Linked DNA regions of Sus scrofa: region 1 is linked to region 2. A link is a contact called in public promoter capture Hi-C data. All regions are on one chromosome and are shown on one strand. Each heading gives the region's core, a stretch centred on a gene start, on an enhancer-like site or on the middle of the called end of the contact. The rest is flanking DNA. Distances are from core to core; before and after follow the strand shown.

The links. Promoter capture Hi-C pulls out the DNA fragments that hold promoters and counts their contacts.
Region 1: a promoter capture Hi-C map of liver shows a contact between it and region 2, with 3 times the contacts expected there. The contact joins the promoter of GPER1 here to the promoter of LOC100522669 in region 2. A contact is called at or near these places in 3 of 5 promoter capture datasets (fetal liver and liver), 7 of 47 Hi-C or Micro-C datasets (blood, epiblast stem cells, fetal skeletal muscle and 4 more) and 1 of 2 datasets of contacts at active chromatin or transcription factors (skeletal muscle).

What each region holds. Positions count from the first base shown.
Region 1 is chr3:708,894-713,153 of Sscrofa11.1, reverse strand. GPER1 (G-protein coupled estrogen receptor 1) reads right to left here and starts at 1,727. Exons shown (of 3, transcript XM_003124244.5): 1 at 1,560-1,727; 2 at 843-1,175. All of the region lies in intron 2 of C3H7orf50, which reads left to right.
Region 2 is chr3:640,671-645,274 of Sscrofa11.1, reverse strand. It overlaps LOC100522669 (cytochrome P450 2W1), which reads right to left and starts at 3,278. Exons shown (of 10, transcript XM_021085945.1): 1 at 2,685-3,278; 2 at 2,609-2,682; 3 at 1,691-1,853; 4 at 1,258-1,407; 5 at 1,034-1,191. The coding sequence starts at 3,258.

The DNA.
Region 1 (4,260 bases), core at 478-2,977, 69 kb before region 2:
CAGCCCACGGCAACGCCGGATCCTCAGCCCACGGAGCGAGGCCAGGGATCGAATCCGCAACCTCATGGTTCCTAGTCGGACGCGTTATCCACTGAGCCACGACGGGAATCCAGTTTTGTGTTCCTGATTCGTCTTTGCTAGATTATCCCAACTTGAACCACGTAAACGCCGTCGTTCTCAAGGTTCCGTCTGTGATGTTTAAAGCCCCTGCCTCTAAGCTCGTCTGTGAAAACTGCGCAGAGGGCTTGCTTGCGCTCTAAGTGGGGATTGCACCATCAGCGGGCTTCTCGGAGGCGAGCAGAGCCCGCGGGCCCCCTTCTGTCCCGTGAAAATGGGTCTTGCGAGCTATTTGCTGGTGCTCTGAAAAAAGGTAAGACGCCTAGTGTGGAACTGACGGCTGGCACATTTTCCTCGTGAAATGGGCCATGAATTTATAAAAATAAAGGTGAGCACTCAGCACTTGGGTGTCGTTTTCAGACGTTCACTGCTTGGCCAGATCTAGAAAAACGAACCCTGTTTCTGTCAGCTCAGTCAGGTGTGTGTCTTGAATGTACCGAGGCAGCCTGGCGCTGGCAGCCAGCCTCGGAGGAGCCAGGTGGCAGCGGTCAGCGCCCTGGCCCTTTTCCTCCCAGTGCGAGGGAGCCCTGCTTGGACACACCTGGGGAACAGTGTTTTCAGCCTGTGGGATAAAAAGAGCCTTCCTGCAAAGCCTCCCCGACCGAAGGCCGGCCGAGGGAGCCCCCATCTGCCCCGCCGCCGCCGCCGCCACCGGCGGCTGCCACACCCCGCCAGCTCCATCCCGGCACCGCCGCCCGCCGAGCCGGAGCCCAGGCCGCACGTACCTGCACCGTGTCCCGCAGAGGGCAGCTCCGCCAGCCCCGGGATGTGCTCGCGGCTGAGACTGGCCCGCGGTGGGGCGTTGGGAGCTCGGAGGAAGGCTGTGGGGCGCAGGAGGCCTGGCCGCAGGGCTGCCGAGCCCCAGCCGTCCTCAGGGAGGCAGCCCCTGGCGGCCGCAGGCTTTATAGGCGGCCGCCCGCGGCCCCAGAAGTCCGGCCTTAACCCCTTCCTTGCTGGCCCTTTTCTTTCACGCCGCCGGGCCGGTGAGCGCTGTCCTCACGGAAGCGTCTGGCTTAACTGCGTTTCCTTCCTCGCTGGTGCGGGCCTCTTTCTGAAGCCTGGAGGGATGGGCAGTGGGTCTTTGATTGTCTTTCAGATGAGACTGTCCTAGGTGTCAGCTTCTCCGGCTCCCGGTGGCCCGGTCCCGCTCTGCCCTGCCCTGCCCTGCCCTGAGGCCACCTGAGCACGCCTGCTTTGCAGGCGGGGAGCGGGAGCCCCCGCCCGCCGTGCCCACTGCCCTTCTCCTCTCTGCCTGCTCTCACGCCACCCCCAGGTCCCAGTGCCCACCGTCCGAGTGCCCCACCTACTGGGGGCTGCGGCTCTGCCGTCGGCTCCGAGAGGCTGGCGGAGCTGAGCGTCCGCGGGTGCTCGGTCGGCGCCCGCTGTGGTTGTCATCAGCGCCGAGCTCGACCCCATCCCGTGTTTTCCTCTTGGAGCCTCACCTTCGCGGAGTGTCGAAGCCCCAAGACTGCGCTGCGTGGTCCTTGGATGACGGGTGCTCGGAGCTGGCGGGCGCGCGAGAGCCCTTCCTGAGCGAGCGGGGCCCGTTGGGGCGGGAGGCCAGACACCGGGCGCTGCCTGAGCCTCTGCTCTTGGGAGCCGAGGACAAATGAGCTTGAAGCCCTTCTCGGCGACGCCGGCTGGACGGCCTTCAGACTGTGTTTGGGAAACAGACCTGCGTTGCACCAGAAGACTGGGTGGAATGTTTTTTGGAAAAACACTCATATTCAGGGTTTTTCCCAGCTGTGATTCTAATAGGTTCGCTTTTAAAACGACAGCATCAAAGGCGGCTGATTTGATTTTAGATCTATTTTTGGCCAGCTGCAAACGCAAGATGATGCCGGCACCAGAAATGCTGGAGACACCATTTTGAGAGAAATGAGTCATGAGAAAGGACAATTTCCTCTTAAGTTAAATAAATAAATAAGCCAAACAAAAATGTAGACCCCGAAATAGCCAAGTCACGTCACTTAAAACCAGCCACGCCCGCCTGGCGGGAACCCACGGCCCTCGGCTCCGCCACCCGCCCTGAGCGCGGCACCCCCGCGTCTCCGCTGGTGTCGATACCAGCCCAGGCTCGCTCTGCTCGCCGCTGGACAGGCCGATGCCTTCGGAGACGAGATGCCGCGGCGAGGAACAGCGGCCTCCCTGGGAAAGCCAGCCGACCCAGAAGACGGCAGACCAGCGTCCTCGCCTCTGGGAATTCAGGCTCCTTTCTCACAGAGGAAGGGAGGGGACGGGAGGGCCCCGTGGCCCAGCAGGACCGAAAGGTCGCTCCCCGACGGCCGCTGGCTTTCACACACAGGACCTGGGCGCCGATGGTCCCGTGGCCACACCCCTGATTTTGCACGTTGGGCTCAGAGTCCGAGGTGAATTGGGGCCACGAGGTCACGGGCCCTTTTCTTTCCTCGCAGGGTCCTCGCTGGTAAAGTACCGTCAGCCCTCCCACGGCGGTTAGCGTAAGGGACAGAGGGCCGTCTGCCATCCCCGTTGGGGTCTCGAGTCCCATGTGCGCCTGCAGGCCCTGGCCTAGCAGGTGCGGCCTGGCGGGTTTGCCCTGGGAGGCAGTGGCCCCAGGGCTGGGCTGCTGTTGGCAGGAGCCTCCCTTGAGCAGGGTGTGGGGGCGGGAATGCGCTAGAATGCCAGGGTGAGGCCTTGTCCCAGGCCTGCATTTGGTGTCCTGGGCTGGGGGGGGCGGTGGGGGCCTTGGGGGGAGGTGCGCGGAGCCCCAGGAAGTGGCTTTTCCACCCCGCCCCGCCCGCCCCTCGGGTCTGACTCATTCTCCTTAAGTCAGGGTCTGGCTTCCTGGGTGAAGCGCCATCCTTCCGGCCGCCAGGAACCTGGCTGCTTGGCACCCCCGTGTGTCTGCTGCTGTCTGTCGGCTCTGAGTCTCCTGTGGGCTCTGTGTCCCCAGGGTGTCGTGGGATGTGAGGCGAGTGGACCAGAGCCCCGTGTGCCGGGGATTGGGGTCTGGGGCCTCCCGCCCCAGCGCCCTCGGTGCCCCCACCCGCCTTTATGTTTGTGTTTTGTTGTTTTGTCATTTTAGGGCGGCACCTGCGGCATGTGAAGCTTCCCAGGCCAGGGGTCAAATCGGAGCTACGGCTGCCAGTCTACACCACAGCCACAGCAGCACTGGATCCTTTACCCACTGAGTGAGGCCAGGGATCGAACCCGCACCCCCGTGGTTCCTAGTGAGATTTCCACTGCGCCACGACAGGAACTGCCCAGGCTCTGCTGCCGCTACAAAGAAAGTTTGGGAGCCATCAGTTCACATTCCTGGGGGCTGGGTTCTGAAATTGTTCCTGTAGCCGAAATACTAGAAGCCAGCAAATCCTCTGGCTCGGCTTGTCTGTCTCCCCAGAGGGCCCTGCGCGCACGTGGCCATCCCACCGCTTCCTTTGGTTCTGCAACTCACTCGCCGCCGTTGGCTCCTGCGCTGGGAGGTCATTCAGCTCGTCGCACTTGGCTCACGTGTGCGCGGTGAGCATAAGGGAGCCCGCGCTCCTGCCCCAACCGTAAAGACTGGATGGAGCCCGGGAGGGGCTGGTGCGTCGGCCTGAGAGGAGCCTCTGTGCCCCTCCTGAGGCAGGCGGCCCACCCTGCGGCTTTAGGGGACGGGCTTCTGGGAGGCTGGGGACAGCCCCAGGGCGGGGGCCCGTGGGAAGCCCCCCAGGTCTGGGTAGCAGCCATGGGGTCTGGTTGAAGCTGCCCGAAGGGCGTGGACCCCGGCGGGCCCTGCGTGGTGCCTGGTGACAGTGTGTGGAGACCCCACAGGGTCCTGGGTGTCACAGCCACTCTCCACCCCGACTCGCCAAGCTTGAGCAGAGCGCTCCCAGGAGCCCTGCCGACGATGCGTCTTAACCTACCCGCCAGGGCGACTGCCGTGTCCTTATGAAGGACGGTGGTGGGCGAGAGCACTCGGCGAGGAGAGTGAGGGTCCAGGGCCTAGCTCCCGTCAGCGACGGCCACTCGAAGGAGCGGGCTTCCACGGCGGCCCCGATGCCGTGACCCTGCCCGATGGCTCCTCCCGAGCCCCAGCTGCCCGTCGCGGCCCCGTCACCCCCACGTGCCGCAGGAGCACAGGGACAGCTCTGTGAAGGGGTGTGAATGGGGCAGGAGCGCGGAGGTGACGGCTGCGTGGCG
Region 2 (4,604 bases), core at 2,029-4,528:
ACCTCCATGTGCCGCAGGTGCAGCTCTAAAAAATAATAATAAAATAAAGTAAGAGAAGGGAGGAGCTTCCGCTCTGGCACAGCAGGCTCTGGATCCAGCACTGCTGCAGTTGCCGCTCGGATTCCATCCCTGGCCTGGGAACCTCCATGTGCCGTGGGTGCAGCCAAAAAGAGAAAGGGGGGTGGGTTTGCAAACTTGGGAGCCTCAGCTCAGCCCGTCGTGAAATGGGGGTCACGGCACAGCCTGTCTGGCCAGGTTGTCTGGGGGCCGTGCACCCAGCTGCTGTCCCGCGCCCGTGCCCCACCGCAGGGACCGTCACACGGGGCGCAGGGACAGAGGCCTTGGGATGGCCTACTCCCTGGAGTCCCCTGACCGTCTGGCCTCCGGCCTCCTGGGGCTGCCTGGGGGCTCGGCCAGCCCAGCTTCGGGAGGAAGCCCCTCCCGCCGCGAGGGGTGGATTCGAATCGGGGCTGAAGCCTGCGGCCTCGGGGGCTGGAGACACTGGCCTGCAGAGCAGGGATCCACACGCCGCGGTGCACACCTCCCCCACCTCACCGTGCCCCGCACGTGCCGACGCGAGTCACAGCTCAGGCTGGCAGTGGTGGCCACCCATGGGAACGGTTAGAATCTGGGAGAGAAGGACACGCACAGGGGCACAGTGCGTTTGTGACACTGAAGAGCCGTGGTGGAGGGGACGCCAGGTTTGAGGGCTTCGGGCCTGGGAGCAGCAACCCCCAAATCCAGGGGAGAAGGGCCCGTGCGTACCCCGACCTTTGAGCAGGTGCAGCTATTACTGGTGGGGAGAGGGGAGAGGCGGGGACCCCAGTCCTTGTTTCCGAGAAGCACGGGGCCTGGCAAGGGGCCCACGGCCCCTCACTGTGAGGGCAGGACACGCCTCGGGCCTCCTGGCTCCGAATCCAGCGCTGCCTCCGCAAGGCGCAGCCCACCTCTCTGTCGGGGGCGGTGCTGGGACCCCCTCCCGCCCGTCTCAGGCTGGCTCCCCGCCCCCTGCCCCACCCGAGGGCGACCGCACCTGTATGCTGGGTGTCCCCAGGAGGACCATGACCTCATCGATGAGGCCCAGCAGGGACACGAACACGGGGTCCCGGTAGTCAAACCGCTGGCCGAAGAGGAGCGCGAAGAGGATGTTGGAGGGAGCCCAGCCGAGCAGCGCCAGCGGGAAGGGCCGGCCTGGGGGCGGAGACGGGCCTCAGGACTGAGGGGCCCCGCGATGGGGGTCCCCCAGCCCCCACTCACCTCCGTAGCTGTCCAGCTGCCCCGTCAGGCACCGCAGCTCCTGCAGGACCTTGTCGGCCACAGGCGCCCTCCCGACGCCCAGGCTGTGCAGGACGCGCACGGTGAGCTGGCGGGCGGCCCTCCAGCGCGGCCCTGACGAGAAGAAGATGCCTGCGGGCCGGATGCACGCAGAGATGCGGGCGGGAGCGGGGGACTCACTCCCGTCCCCAAGGCTGTTCCCCCGGAGCTGGCCCTGGCTGGCCCGGTCCCCTCCGGTGTGCCCTGGTCCTGTGTGCACCCACCCTGCCACATGGACACCCCGACGCTCCCACAGGACCACACTGGGCACGCCCCTGCCTGCTGCCCCACGCAAGGGCCCTTCTTCTCAGCCGCCGTGCCCGGTGGGCCCCAGAAGCAGAGCTGGCCTCTGCCCCGCCCCGAGCCGCACACCTACCGCCGCCTCCCTGGATGAGCTGGAAGATGGCGATGGGGGGCCGGCCGGCCAGCTCCTGCCTGGTGCCCACCAGGGCCTCCCTCACCGCCTCGTAGCCGGTCAGCACCACCATCTTCTGGTGCCCCAAGTGGACAGTGAACACTGGCCCGTACTGTTTGGCAAGCTGGTGGGGACAGGACAGCATCAGCCCACGGCCCCACCCCCAGGTCCCCCAGGAGCCTTTCAGTCCGTGTGGTTCACTGCCCGCTCTGCAGCCCCCAGCACATGGACGGTGGCCTCCAGGGCCTGAGAACCCTGGTGCCTGCAGCCTGGTGGGGTGGCTCTTGCAGCCCAGGGCACTCTGTGCGTCACGGCTCCCCTGGGAGCCAGGGCTGCCCTGCCCTCCTCCCCGCCCACCTGCAGGGCCCGGGGGCCACCAGGCAGCCTCATGGGCTGGACAGCGCTCAGGGCCAGGGCCAGGCCTGCACCTCTGCTGCATCCTCGAGCCAGCCAGCTCGACCTGGGCTGGGGTCCGGCCTGCAGCCCAGGCGAGGGGGGCCATACCCAGCGGCAGTTCCCCCCTGCCCCACAGGCACCTGTGTGCCCTGCTCCTGGTTCTTTCAGGTGCCAGACCTCTGCTGCGGGGTGCTGCTCCCAGGAGTGCCCTCGTCTAATGCTGCCTCCTCCAGGGAGCCCTCCTGGCCTGCTTCCTGGTCCCTGCTCCTTGCACTGCCCACCTGCTTCCCTCTGGGGTGGAGTGTCTTTCTCTTCCCCGAGGCAGGACAGGCACTGAGACTTCCTGTGTCCCCTGGGAGGCCAGCACCTCCCACTCCACAGGGGTCCTGCTGAGTTGGGGCTGGGGTGGCTTCAGGGCTGGCAGGGGGCCCGGCGCTGGCCCAGGCGCAGATCCTGGCCGAGGCCACGCCCGCTCCGACCTACCTCCATGAATGACCGGTCCTGCTGTGACACCCGCAGCAAATGCAAGTTCCCGATGAGCGGCAGTGGGCGCGGCCCGGGGGCCAGCGAGGGGCCCGGGAGGGGGTGCGGGCGAAGGTGCAGAGCAGCCCCCAGAGCCCCAGGAGCCCCAGGAGCCCCAAGAGCAGCGGAGCCATGAGGACGGCGGGTGGCGAGGCCCCAGTCCCCTCCAGGGCCGCCCTCTGCCTTATAGGCCTCCTGGGAGGGCGTGCCGGCACCCCACCCACCCCGCCACCCCGAGAATGTGGAATGAGCAGTTTGCAGGGGACGGCCAGGCGGCTTAAAGCGGCAGGCGTGCGTGGAATGTGGGGTCGAGTCTGCGGCAGGGGCCCAGGGGCCGGGGGCCGGCGTCCAGGCCTGCACTTGGGCACCCTCGGCCCTCGCCTCGCTGGGGAGGACTCAGCCTGGCGGCCGGTTCGCGGCCTCTGCTCGGTTTCCCCATCAGAGCCCAGCTCGGGGGCCTGGGGCCTCGCCCTCCCCAGGATCGGAGCCTCCCTCTGCAGCACCTCTTTGGCCTCTTCCACACCCACCACCATCTGCGTCCGCCAGCTTCTCTCTGCCGGGGGCCCGGGGGACACCAGGCAGGCGTGGCCCATGGGGTCTGCACGGCACATGCCTCAGATCTTGGGGCTTCAGAGGCCCCATCGGTGGGCTTGCCTGGGGGACAGTCTGCTCCTTGGTGGCTTTTCAACCACTGTCACCCCCAGGCAGGAGGCACTTGCTACACTGACGCAGGTGGAGGCAGGATGGGGTTGGTAGCTCAGAAGGGCCCACCTGCAGCAGGGCCTGATGGGCAGCAGGTGGCCAGGTTCACGAGCCCCCGACGGTCTGGGCCACACTCCGGTCGCCTAAACCCCAGTGGCCCAGCTGGGAGGGGCGGAGGCGCTGCTTTGGAAGTGAGCTTTGGGGGCTGGGAGGGCTGCTGGCTCCAGAAGTGGCTGGGCCTGCTTCGTGCCACCTGCCCCAACATGAGGCCGTGCAGCCCCGTCCTGCCGCTGGGCCCCTCACCAGGGGCCTGTCCCCGGGGCTGCTTTGTGTCCCACACAAACCTCAGCGCCAAGGCAGCCTGTGGGCCCCTCCCCTCCCAGCCTCAACGTGCACACCTCCCCCGACGGGCTGCTCACTACCGGGCAGACTGCACGGCTGCGGGTTTACGGTCACAGAGGACGCCTGGAACTGCTCGGCCTCCGGATCCTTCAGCTGAGTGGCCGGTGTCAAGGCCCTCCCTGCGGGCACAGGCTGGAGGTCCTGGAGGAGGAAGCGGGGCTCACCTGGGAGGCATTAGCAGGCCCCATCCGGCGCAGGGTGCGCGGGCGGTGAAGCCCCACGGCATCAACTTTGAGTGGCCTCCTGACCGGCGAAGGGAGAACAGTGGGGACACTCACGGGCCTGGGAACCCGGGGAGGTCGGCAGGGTGACAGCGCCAGGCTGTGCAGGTGTCAGGTGCCAGCACAAGGCGTTTAGGGCAGAAAATGGAACAGAGGCAGCTCACCGTGTGACCTTAACACAGGGAGGTTTCCCGGGGGTGGCGGGGGACTGCTGGGGCCCTTTCGGACCCCCGACCTCAGGAACCCCGGCTTGGGGGACTTGTGTTTTTAAGCTTCAAGAGTGAGTGAGTGAGGAGTTCCCGTCGTGGCGCGGTGGTTAACAAATCCGACTAGGAACCATGAGGTTGCGGGTTCGATCCCTGCCCTTGCTCCGTGGGTTAAGGGTCCGGCGTTGCCGTGAGCTGGGGTGTAGGTCGAAGATGCGGCTTGGATCCCACGTTGCTGTGGCTCTGGTGTAGGCCGGTGGCTACAGCTCCGATTTGACCCCTAGCCTGGGAACCTCCATATGCCGTGGGAGCGACTCAAGAAATGGCAAAAAGACAAAAAAAAAAAAAAAAAAAAAGAGTGAGTGAGTGAGAGATTGAGGCCACAGCCAATGACCTATGACCTGTGACCTAGTCTTGGAATCACAC